Linked DNA regions of Mus musculus: regions 1 and 2 are each linked to region 3. Evidence: chromatin contacts called from public promoter capture Hi-C data. All regions are on one chromosome and are shown on one strand. The core of a region is the stretch at or near the end of the contact, and the rest is flanking DNA. Distances in the headings are between cores, read along the strand shown.

Region 1 (3,938 bases), core at 223-2,722, about 14 Mb after region 3:
TTTCTGCTAGGGGCTATCTCTAGTTTCATTAGATGAATGGATTTATCTCAGGAATTAATCCCAAACAAGTAAACAAAAGTCAAAAGTCTCAACCTTGGCCCCTGAAGTGGAGTTTTCTCTGGATTCTCTTCCCAGCATCTCTACATCACTTAACTCTGGGACCGAACAAATGCCACTCCACACACGGATAAAATGAAAGAGGTACAGAGAGGGTATTCTATCAACTTCAGTCTACCTTTCTCCCCACATCTTTTGCCAAAATATCAAAGCACTAAACAGATACAGACCCATGAATCCTCAATATCAGCATGTGAAGGAAAAAAAGTGGGTAAGGATTAGAGGCAGCATGGCACAGTTGTACAGATTACTGGAGTTATCTCACTGCACTCAGAGACGTAAGACCCTGTTACTTGCAATAGAGCCTTATATAAAACACGTTCATCAATTCGATGACCCCCTCATTTCCCCCAGATAATGAAACAGAGAGGGCCAATTTTAAAGTCTTTTCACCAGGGAAACTGCCATCAAAAACCTCGCAGGCACACAAATCTATCTTAAAATCCTCATTTTTCAATGAATGTTGTGAGTTCCAGATTCAGTATAGAAAGTGAAGAGAGCACACCGTTTAGGTGGCAAACTCAATCAAAAATTAAAACTAAGAGTCAAAGGCCACCCTAAACGTTCCCACCTTTTGGGTGTGGGTGTGTTTAAGGACTCAACTGGGGAAGACGCACACCGATGGGAAGGAACTAGAAATTAATATTGAGGTAGACATACTACTGGGCCTATTGGGTCAGGTGTTGGAAGAAGTCAATACCCTTGAGTATAAAACTCTGTTGCAGTAAGAATGGAGTGAGAAGCAAGGGTTGAGGGGCGCCTCGGAAAGACTCCCAGGGGTTCTTGTTCTTCACAGAAGCGTGATTAAAAAAAAAAAAATGCATTTCCAAAGAGAAATCAAACACACCAGGAGAAAGGGGTGGATACAGTGCTGTGCCCGAAGCGAGCGGACTTGGTAAGCAGGGAAATGTATATTCTAATAGTAGGGAGCCAAGCAGGGGAGGCACAGAAGTCGAGGAACTGGGAGATCGGGGAGCCCGGCGGAGCGCGAGAAGCAGGGAGATAACCAGACAGCATGCTCGGATGGAAGGACCAAAGTCGGGGAAGGGAGAAATGAATGAGAAGCGGTCAGAGGCAACGAGGTGACGGACAGACAGCACCGAGCACAGCGAGCGCAAAGCACGAAGACCGGGACGCGCAGCACCCAAGCACCGCAAAGCGCAGCAGAGCGGGAGGCAGGAGCGCGGCTGGGGGAGGTACCTGGGCGTTGCACACGCCGAGGTGGCTGAGGAAACATCCCCGCGCCGCCGAGACCCCGGGATGCGGCCCCTCCCCGGCCCGCGGCCGCCCGGTTACCTTCGCGCCCGGCTCCGCACCCGAGTCCTCGCGGGGGGCGTCCACCTCAGGGGCGGGGGAGGGGGGGGGGGTCGCTCGGCCTCGGCGGCGGCGCGCCGCCTCCTCCCCTTCCTGGAGGGGCGGGGGCCCAGGCGCGGTGGGAGGTGCCCGGCGCGGCCGCCGCTCCCCGCCCCTCCCGCCGTCCGGGTGCTGGCCGCGCCGCGGCTCCGCCAGGCCGGGGGCTCGCGCGGGCCTGTCACTTCCTGCCCCGCCGCGAGGGTGGGGGGCCGAGGCCGGGGGGCCGCGGGCCGGCGGGGAGGGGGCTGCGGGGAGGTGCTTCCGGGGCAGCCGACCCCTCCTCCGGCCCGCCCCCTCCCCGCGCCCGCCCTCGCGCGCGTCCCTCGCTTCCTGTCGGCGCCCGTTGCCATGGCGACGCTGCTCCCCGGCCTCCGCGCTCTAGGCCCGAGTGGGGTTTTTTTTGTTTGTTTTTCTTTTTCTTTTCTCCCCCTGGCTCTGGCTCTCTTTCTCCTCCTTTCTTCCCCCCTTCTCTCTCTTCGAATTCCGCTCGCCGTCTGAAAGCAGACGTCTAAGAAAGCGCTGGCCTCTAGAGGGGGACTCACCTCGGAGAAGAGAGGGAGATGGGGAGAGGGGAGGGAAGTGACGTGAAAGGGGGGGAAAAAAAGAAGGTATTTTCTGCAGCTTCTGGGAATAGGGGCTCGAAAGAAAGGATCAAAGGGACCAGCAGGCACAGAGGGAGGAAGCGGAGCAAAGACCCTTGAGAAACGACGGCCTGTGAAAGGAAATAGAGCAAAGGGAAGGGAAGAGGAGAAAAGAAAAACTTTGAGATAGAGGGAACGGCGAGAGAATGCTGAGTGTTTAATCCCTCGCCCCAACTCCAAGAAGGCGGGAAACAACGCCGCACAGAAACTGAACCCGTTAGAAGCAGCAGTTCATTAAAAAGCAGGAACCTGAAGCAACTTGCTTTGAATAATACTTAAGTCTGTGACGTCAGGGTTGATTGTGTGCTTCGGAATCTCTTTAAGTCACACGCACACGTGAAAGAATCACAACGCCCAAAACAATGGAAAAGGCGGGGTGTAAAGAGATGAACAATGGTGCTGCCTTTGGGAAGGCTGAGCATATGGTGGGGGAGGCCCGTTTTATTTGCAACACAAATTTAACAGGATTTAATTATTCTCAGTCTCTCAGAGCTCTTAGAACACCTACTGTGTGCTGGCCACTCTTGGAAGCTTTTTTTTTTTTTAAACCAGAGCATTGTTAGCAAAGACAGCTGCTCTCCTTAACCTTTTACCTGCCGTAGGGTGTTACCTTGTGATAATAGCTGGGATTTGTATCTTTTGCTAACCTCAGCCATAATTAGTTGTTTTCTTGAGCCCACTCTAGATTGAAAACCCAGGTGTAATTAATTTGTATTTAAGGGGGGGGGGGGGGGGAGAGGCATTCTCATTATAAATTGATGCATTTGTGTTTGTTTCAACTCCCTCTCTTAATTGGTATAGCCAGATCTCCGTAAAGTAAGATCTTTAGGAGGCTTCTAGGAACCTGTTAAACGGGTATGCAAATCCCAAAGGGCAGCCAAAGGACTGGAGAGGCAGGAACATGGGTGTGGAGAGGTGAAAGGGTTTGCTGCCGAGCCAAGGATGATAGGTGTTGGCTGGGGATGAATGGGAACATTCTGGCAAGGAGATCTGGTGGTTAAAAAACAGGTGGAGCAGGACCCACTTCATTCAAACCTAGAACTTTGGCAGGTCAAGGTTAAAGCTTCCTTGCGGAGACTTACAAATGGCGTTTTGAGCCTCAACAGTATTCAATATCAAAGAACAACCTAAAGATGACTTTCAGATTTATATACCCTGCCAGGATAAGAAACAGGGCTTCTATAGGAAAACTCAACATCAATGAATCTGGATATGATCTGTAATATATAAACCCAGAAGAAAGCATCCAGATGCCAGTGCTTATGTCCTTATTTCCCCAACCTATAGGGTGTGTATAGATTATCAAGGCCCTTTCCCATTGTGCTCCACCCCTTAACAATGAAGAACTGCTAATAGAGCTACATTCCACCTCAAGTTTTTTGGTTTCTTTCTTTCTTTCAATCCAGTACCATTGGTTTCGTCATCTACTGGATGACAAAAGGGGATTGAAAAGTGGCCGAATAATTTCAGCTTCTATCTGACATTAGCCTAGGAATAACCCATTGCAGCACAAGCTATGTTGATCATGGGCCAAGAGTTCAATTTTCTTTTCTTTTTTTTTTAGAGTTCAATTTTCATGTAAAGATCTCCAAAGCTTACTGGGTCATAGGTCTAACTAATTTCCACCAAAATAAATTTAACTTAGTTATATATGTGTGTGTGTATATATATACATATATATATATATATATGTATATATATATATATATGTATATATATATATAATCAACAGCAAATTAAATTTACAGGAAAGCCTCCATCCACAAGAAAATCATTTCCATACCGAGTAACCTAGTTCACCTCCACCTAAACAAAGAGAAACAATTT
Region 2 (4,223 bases), core at 1,006-3,505, about 14 Mb after region 3:
GTGTGTGTGTGTGTGTGTGTGTATTTATTTATTTATATTTATATGTATGTACACACACACACACACACACACACACACACACACAAACCACCTGTGCACCTATGGAGGTAACTAGAGGGTATTGGTTCCCCTGAGACTGTTACAGATGGTTGTGAGCTTGCATGTTGGGGTTGGAAATCGAACCTGGGTCTTCTGGAAGAACAGGTGCTCTGAACTTCAAGCCAATGCTTCACTCCAGGATCAGAAGTTTAAAGCTATCCTTTGCTACATAGAGAGTTTGAGGCTAGCCTGGGCTATAAGACCTATTTTATAACAATGCCTCCCCCTCCCTAACTCATTACATAGTGTAGGCTGGCCTTGAACTACTGATCTTCCTGGTTTCTCCTCCCCAGTGTTGGGACCATAAATACTTGCCATTGTATAGGGTTGTGCTTTTGTGGTGCTAGGGATAGAGGCCAGGGCCTCATGCTTGCCAGGCAAGCCCTCTACCAGTTGGGCTGTAAGCCTGGCCCCATCTTATCCTTTTTACAGATAGGGTCTCATGATATAGTTTAGCTGCCCTTGAAATCAAGATCCTCCTCTAGCTGCCCTTGAACTCAAGATACTCACAAGTGGGTGCCACTAGGCTGGAGGAAATGAATCTTTTCACATGGATACTGGAAGTGTGGGGAGGGAAGAGGCTTTGTTAGGGGGCTCACTGACTGGCAATTTGAGAATGACATGTTTTCCCAGTTTAAGCCAACAATGTACTAGAGGTTTAGACCCTGGCTCTAAGGCCATTTGGGTTCAACACCTGACACAAAGTAACACTACGAATTGCATAATGGTGCGAATTACATGAACTCAGACACAAACAATATCTTCAAGCTGTAGTTACACTCTAAAGGCCTGATACTGCTGCATGGAATTGCCAGTAAGAATCAAGTGTGATAACACACGGAGAGTGTGAAGCCTTAATGCAGACGTTGTATGTGTAATGTGGTTATATGTACAAGAATGTAAGTAAATGGCAGTAGGCATATATTTAGCCAGAAGACAAATGACATCTCTTTCTACAGGGAGTCATCAAACTGTCATCTTTTTGAGCAATTCAAATATCAAGTGAACAATTTCTTTTGTCTTATCATTTTATAATAGAACACAATTGGAGAAAAGTAAGCCAGAGGGTGATATACCTAAGAGTTTGTACTGGAATAGCATGACTGGGGAGGTAAGAGATGGGCTAACCTGGTTCTATTTCCTGTCCCAGGATGGAGATTATTCTGTAAGAAGTAGAGGGATGTGCTGAGAGCCCATTCTATCTCCCTGTGGCACTCAGGATAACATAGTCTATAGAAATGTCACTTGACTTTAGCACAAAGGTAAAAAAAAATGACATTTTATAAGGGAAATGAATAATCATGCTTTGAACCCTTTGTGTACTAGACCATTTTAAAAAGCAACTCGTAAATCATTTCCTTTGGTGACTGCGACATCCATATTAGTAGGCAGGCCAGAGTATCATAGTCCCTTCTTCACAGGCTATGCTTCCAGAAACTAGGGCCTTGCACAAGTTTGCAGAGCCGAAACTAACACAAGACCCCATTTCCCGATGCTCATTTCTCTATAACAGACTCATTTATCTTTTTATACATCCTCGATCCAATCTTTCACTGACCTCCAGGATAAGAGTAAACTTTAACTTCACGCCCGGCCCTATAACCCTTTATAAGCTGTCTGGAAGAGAAAGAGAGGAGCCATCAAATGCGTTTCTGAGAAAACTGGGAATACTTGTCTTAGGCGTAGACCACAGCACAATGAGAGGTGTGTGTGGCCCTTAGCGTGGACGCTGGCATCGCCAGTGCCCGGGACGGAGGGTCGGCGACCCGTGGGCTGCGGGGCTCCGCGCTCCTCCTTAACCCGCGCCGGGAGGCGGCGGCCGCGGCGGCGGGAGGGGGAGGGGCGCGGAGCGCGGCGCCGAGGCCGGGGAGGAGCCGGGGCCTGCAGCGGAGCTGAGCCGAGCCCGAGCCGAGCCCCGACGCGCTCCGTCCGCCTGCCGGCTCCTGGCTGCCCCGACCGGTCGGAGCCTCAGAGGTGGCAGCGCGGGGAGCCCCACGCTCCGGGAAGCGCGGCGGACGGGGGACGTGACCCGGGAGGCGCTGCCGCCCGGCAGCGGGTGACGGGAGCCCGGACCGCGGCCTCCGGGACCCTGCTGTCCAGGCCGGCCGGCCAGGCGGGCGGGAGCCGGAGTGCGAGGACCCCACCCTCGGGACACCCTGTGCCGGGACCTGCTCCCTCTCCCTTGGGAGGGAGGACCCTCCCTACTCCCCGGACAGCCAGAAGAGATCGCCGCAGGGCACGCGGCTGTCCCTCCCACGGTGGCTCCAGCGGAGACCCCCAGAAGTCGGGAAGGGTAGTGAGACCTGAAGGACCCGGAGTGAGACCTCCCTCACGCCTCAGCGCACTCCAGACAGTTTGGGACTTTTGAGGCAGAGAGAAAGGGAGCCATGCCTGTGGAGTAGGCACCCCGCATCCCACCCGGGACTCACCGCGGAGAGGCGTCCTGATACGCACAAGCCAGGACCCTCCAGGGAACCGCCAGGAATTGGTTCCAGTTTGCTGGAGAGTAGAAGACCTCGCCCCTCAACTTCCGTGCACCTAGACAGTGGACCGGGGCAGAGCCCCTCCACTCAGATCTCCAACTGACAGAAAGAGCCCTCAGCCCCTGAAAGATCCAGTTTGGGGGGGGAGGGGGATTCCCCCAAAGGGGAGGAGACAACTCCTGGCTGGGAGAGGCTCCTCCCCTCCTCCCTAGGGTAGCAGGCAGGGGGTGGGGGGTGTGCCATCTTCCCCAGGTAGGTCCTCCCTCTCCCCCTCCTCCTCCTTCGACTCCTCTTCCTCAGGGGACTCAGTTCCCTGCTCCAGCCTGGGAGGCTCCGCCAGGCACTGGAAGAGTCACTGAGGATGCCACCTGTCACCTGCCTCTGAAGAGGGGAATCCCTGCAACCTCAAACTTCTGTACCAGGTGGTTTCCTCCAGCGGCGGGGGGAGCCTTGGAGACAGGTTAGTGCTTTCCGTTCTGTAGTCTTTAGACACCAGGAGGTGTGGGGAGCGGAAATGGTGGAGCTTAGGGTTCATTCGAAGGGAAGAAGAAAGACCCCTGGGAAATGTCTTCCGATGGAACTTTTGCACTGGAACCCACATGTTGCTTCAGAGACTCTGAGAAATGGCCTTTTAAGATTTTGGAGTCCAAAGGGTTGGGTCATTTGCAGCCCCTAGAGAAGTTGATGCTTTGGACTGAGAACAGACAACAGGTGCGTTTTCAGGACGCCATGGTGTTAGTAACTCAGGACACAGCACAGTCAGAATCCCACAGCACTGTCCATCTTTGGGTCTTGTCCTCTGGTGACTGGACCTGCAGTAAATGACCTGCAGTCGTGGGGGCATTTTATGGATTGTATTGTATCGTCCAGGGCATGCCTAAGTCAGTTTAATATTCAACAGACGTCTTCTTTCCAGTCTATTACAATGACTGCTTGCCTGACTGGCGACAGGTCCCCGCCCACTCTGTCTTGGATACCAGGAGGGAGGCCCCTTTTGACAACCCTACTTCAGGCTGGATATCTGCCTCTCTGTGTAAAATCCAAAGGGAAATGCGAATGCACATGTCCTGGAATGAGAAGGAACTGTCAGGGCAATGCACCTTGGTGGGCTGGAGTCTTCCTAGATACCAAATCTGCCTTAGTCCCCTCATGTGTCCTGCCATTCGCTGGAAAAATCAGCTGAATGGAGGAAGAGAAGAAGGTGCTTCCTAGCTTCCTTCCACCCGTCCCTCTATCTTCATGAGCTGTCCACCAGGGAGGTCTGACCTCTGAGGAGTTTATTTTAGAGTTTCCTCCAGGAAAACACCTACTGGTCTCATCATCTCTCTTCTTGCTTTTTCGTTTAGTTCTGGGTCCCAGGAACCTTGTGTTGAAAATTTTCTTCAAAATCAAAAATCTTTAGAAAGAGCAGGAGAAAACGTGCTAAGAAATCTTCCTGGTTGAGCCAGAGTGGCATTTGTAGCAGAGCTCTGATTTTTCACCCGAGGTCACTAGCTCGAGACCTGCACTTCCTGTCTGGTGGTTGGACCATGCCTCGTCTTCTGTGTGGAGCTTCCTCCCCTTAGGTTTTCAGTCTCTGCCTCCCTATACGGGCCATGGGTGGCTTGCCTGTGTTATCCAAGTCTTTGCCTGTCCACTAGA
Region 3 (4,475 bases), core at 44-2,543:
TATGGAGGAAACAAAGCATAGCTTTAATGTCCATTTTCAGTTTGTGTTAGCTTCAGGGAGGCAGAAACTAGTAGTTCCGTGTCAAGGACTGGAATCAGTTGGTCTTATACAAGTTTATCCAGTCCAGTAACTTCTTCCCCCTCCCCCCTTTTTTTTTGTATACTGCTCAGGCCTTTGTATCTCACAAAATAAGCTCTCCCAACCCAAAGAACTTAAATTGTTGCTGGCTGCTCTGTTGTACCCTATCACATTGCAGGGACAATTCTGACCCCAAAATGGAAGGAGAATGGTCCAGGATTTACCTAAGTCCTCCCTGTCATTGCCTTCAGGTTGGTGACAGGCATTACTGATTTCGTTACTTCCCCTATTTTTTTTTTTTTTTTTTACTTTTTTATTTTTATGTTTTGCAAGTTTGATAGACACAGGGTATAATCTTAGGAAAGGCAAAACTTTTACAGGCGCTCCAAGTGTTGAAAGCCACAGCCCTTAAAAAACGAAATCAGTAACCTTAATTATAGGAATTAGCACTTGGATGGGATTAAACCCCCAATCTGCCCTACATTTCCAAGGTCGCCTCTGCCTAGCACTGCGATGAGATGATAGGACTGTCAGGAAAAGATGTTTAAATGGTTCTGATGAAAATGATCTGGTGTTAGTTCCCCCTCCCGCCTTGTTGGGATTGGATGTGATCTTGGAGTATTTTAGAAGTATTATGAATTTTTTTTTTCCAAGTTAAGGCGTTCCAATAACAAAACAAAAAATCTGGACATTTCGTGCGGTCTGGACCAGGGAGTCCCACTCCCACCAAGTTAAAAACCTTTCCTAGATATTCGTAAGTACTTCCTTTGCCTAAAGGCCCTGGCCCTTACCTTTCTCACACCTACTACTCCATACCTGGACGGGCTTTCTCCCATCCATCTTCTGTTCAGGGACACCATTTACCCGGGCTAGGGCGGGTCAGAGGCCATGTCTGTGTCCGGCTCCCGGAGCTCCCGTGCCGCGCTCCTATTGGCTGGAAGTTCTTTCCCCAAAAGCCAGAGCGACCTAGGCTCGCCACGCCAGCTAGACCAGACTCGGAACCGCCCAGGGGGCGTGGCCCAGTGGCAGGGCGGGGCCTTGCAGTCCGGGCGGCCTATAGAGCCGGAGGGAGTCCCCGGCCGCGCCCCTCGAGGCCGGGCCGGTGGAGGCCAATCCCCGGCGGCCGGCGGGCGAACGCGGGGCCAGGCGGGCCGGTCCCGTCCGCGGGGCGGGGGACAATGGACCAGTTCCTGGTGCGTCACGAGGGAGTTCCTTAAAGGGGAAGTGAGCGGGCTCCCGGCGGACGCGCGGGGAGGCGGTCGGCTGGGGACGCGCCCGGCGCTTCAAAATAATGCCCGCGGCGGACGCGCGACCATGCAATGGCGAGCGCTTGTCCTGGGGCTGGTGCTGCTGCGCCTCGGCCTCCACGCGGTGCTCTGGTTGGTCTTCGGGCTGGGGCCCAGCATGGGCTTCTACCAGCGGTTTCCGCTCAGCTTCGGCTTCCAGCGCTTGAGGGACCCCGACGGCTCGGGGCCAGTTGGTCCGCCCGGAGGCCCGGCCTGGCTTCATCGGCCAAGGCGCGGAACGGAGGGGCGGCTTGAGACCCCGCCAGAGCCGGGACCGACGCCGGGACCGGGCGTGTGCGGCCCGGCGCACTGGGGCTATGCCCTGGGCGGCGGTGGCTGCGGCCCGGACGAGTACGAGCGGCGCTACAGCGGCGCCTTCCCGCCGCAGCTGCGTGCCCAGATGCGCGACCTGGCGCGGGGCATGTTCGTCTTCGGCTATGACAACTACATGGCGCACGCCTTTCCGCAGGACGAGCTCAACCCCATCTACTGCCGCGGCCGGGGGCCTGACCGCGGAGACCCGTGAGTAGCCCGCGCGCTGCCTTCCGCCCCTCCGGGTCCCTGAGAACACACCAGGGTCTTTAAGGTCCGCAGTAGTCCGAGGTTCCTCCTCTCCTTACCCCAGTGGACTGCCATCCCCTTGATTCTCCCTGACCCTCCAAACTTCAGGACAGCTGTCCTTGTCATTTTCTGTTGCAAATGGGGAAACTGAGTCCCAGAGACCGGAAGGGACAATCACAGTATCCCTTGCTCCAGATAGACACATATCTAAGTGCTGGTTATATAGGTTTCCTTTGGAAAACTCCGCTTCAAAACGAAGCCTCCCCACTCCTGATCAGAATGCCACACCCAAAGCTTTAATAAGGTTAAGGAGCGGGTTCCTAGAAAGGGGCCATCTAGTGAGTTGGACGCCCGGATTGGGATGAGGCGTTAAGTGTTTCTCCTTTCCAGGGGCCGCAGCCTAGACTGAGGGGAGCTTATTGGCAGGAATGGTAGTTGCCTGGCCCAGATTGGCGATCTGGATACTTGAAGGATGATTTCTTAGGCGCAGAGTTGACTGACACCGTCATTGCTTGGTACCATCGTAAACACCAGTGGGGTGATGGTGCTGTCAGAAGGTCAACTAGTCCTCGCAGCCCACTAGCCACGTATGGGAAGGTGGAGTTCCGGGGTTACTCGAGTGGACTTCAAAGTCCAAGACAGCAGGACACCCAGCCAAGTTCCTCCTCCCTGAAGGGTGTGCGTTGCCACAGACCAAGTCAGGCTGGTTGGTGACTGTCGTGTTTCCCTCTCCTTAGATGGGAGTGGAGTTATTAGGTTGTTTGTTGTCTTGGCATTCTACATGGACACCCTTGGACATCTGGCATGTGCATTTCCCTTTACCTTATGGAAGCCAGGAAGGATTCTTAGTTTCAAAAAGGAAAGCTAAGGGCTGATGAGATGACTCAGCCAGTAAGGGCCCTTGGCACTGTGCTCAGACGGGAGTTTGATTCCCCAGGACCCACATGGAAGAAGGAGAAAGAACCGAAGAGACTCCTGCAGTTGTCCTCTGACCTCTACTCGCACTCCGTGACTCCCCCACACAGCTAGCTAGTACTCTAAAAGTGCAGGAAGAGCTATAAAAAGTGGGTTGGTTATCTGTAGATTTGTGTCTGAATTTGCAGCCCGATGAGCTTTAAGAGGGAGCATCTCACACAGAGGGCCTGGGTCTTTTCATAGTTGTAGCAGACTGATGCACTATGTATATGTATACGTCAGCCTTTGTATATGTTGAAAAACAAAAAACAAAACAACAACGACAAAACCAAAGCCTTCCTACTTTATTTCAGCAGTGTGGGGGAATTGAACACACGAAGTTCTTTATAGCTGAGCTAAATTTCAGTCTTTTTTTTTTTCCTTTTTTTTTCTTTTTTTTTTTTTTGTTTTTCGAGACAGGGTTTCTTTGTGTAGCCCTGGCTGCCCTGGAACTCACTTTGTAGACCAGGCTGGCCTCAAACTCAGAAATCCGCCTGCCTCTGCCTCCCGAGTGCTGGGATTAAAGGCGTGAGCCACCACGCCCGGCTTATTTTCTCCCAGTTTCTTTGGGAGGCGGGGGGGGGGGGGGGGGATAGTTATGTGAAGTAACATCGGTCCTTTTTGGGATTATAGGAAGGGAATGAGATGTTTCACTCCTAAGAGACACAGGAGAGACTCCATACCTATGGTTGTTGTTTTCTTCAATTCCAGCCTTCACCCTTCCCTCTTCTCCCCTCCTTTTCCTTCCCCTCCTCTTCTCTCCCCTTTCTTTATCTTGTGAGAACAAATTTCATTAAATCTGAGAGGGGAAACTGAAAAATCCCACTAGTTATTTTTAGTAGATCTTTTCTGTCAGTTCCTGTCCATATGGCAGCACATTTCTCTCTCTCTCTCTTTCTTTCTTTCTTTCTTTCTTTCTTTCTTTCTTTCTTTCTTCTTTCATGTAGCTGCAACTTAAGCATATACCTATTTTGGATGTTTTTAAATTATTATTTTACAAAGACAATATTTTTGTTTGTGTACCAAAAGTCAACCAAAGGTTGACAGTTGACACCAAGACATAGAAAAGGTTTGAACATCTGTTAATGACCACTCTTAACCTCCCTTGAATATTTTACAGGGCATTTCTGGGCCATTCCCAACTGAACCTTGAGCACAGCATCAGCTATGTTCCCGTCCATTATACCTCATTGTCTTTCTCTTTTCTTCTTTTTCTCTGGACTAGGAACTGCTCTGCTGATGGACGGGCTTCCTTGGAAAGTGGCTCTTCCATACTCTCTTCTTTCCTTCTTCCTTCGGTCTGCTGGTCTGTTAGTCTTTCTGTCTTCCTTTCATGCTAAGGATTGTTCCTAACGTAACCAGGAGTGTTCCATTAAAAGCTCCAGCTGCCCTAATAAGCCAGGCTTGGCCACTCATCCCAAGGTACCAATTAAAGAGACAATTACTGACACAAGGCAGAGTAAAGAGTCTTAATTAACCTCCTGGGAAGAGGTACAAATACAGGGGTCCTGCTCCCCTTGAGTTGGGGTTCAGGGACCTGCCATGAGCCCTACGACCAAGTAGAGGAAGGATTGGTGCAGAGTATGAGAGATTAAG

Evidence for each region. Promoter capture Hi-C pulls out the DNA fragments that hold promoters and counts their contacts.
Region 1: a promoter capture Hi-C map of pre-B cells shows a contact between it and region 3, with 2.6 times the contacts expected there. The contact joins the promoter of Phc1 here to the promoter of Edem1 in region 3. A contact is called at or near these places in 2 of 39 promoter capture datasets (cranial neural crest and pre-B cells) and 1 of 9 other capture datasets (intestinal organoids).
Region 2: a promoter capture Hi-C map of pre-B cells shows a contact between it and region 3. The contact joins the promoter of Foxj2 here to the promoter of Edem1 in region 3. A contact is called at or near these places in 3 of 39 promoter capture datasets (cranial neural crest, pre-B cells and second pharyngeal arch cranial neural crest).

Annotation. Positions count from the first base shown.
Region 1 is chr6:122,338,185-122,342,122 of GRCm38.p6, forward strand. It overlaps Phc1 (polyhomeotic 1), which reads right to left and starts at 1,473. Exons shown (of 16, transcript NM_001355215.1): 1 at 1,414-1,473; 2 at 288-296. The coding sequence starts at 291.
Region 2 is chr6:122,817,929-122,822,151 of GRCm38.p6, forward strand. Foxj2 (forkhead box J2) reads left to right here and starts at 2,256. Exons shown (of 11, transcript NM_021899.3): 1 at 2,256-3,042.
Region 3 is chr6:108,827,348-108,831,822 of GRCm38.p6, forward strand. It overlaps Edem1 (ER degradation enhancer, mannosidase alpha-like 1), which reads left to right and starts at 1,294. Exons shown (of 12, transcript NM_138677.2): 1 at 1,294-1,886. The coding sequence starts at 1,393. Gm35417 (a long non-coding RNA gene) reads right to left here and starts at 929. Exons shown (of 2, transcript XR_377956.4): 1 at 870-929.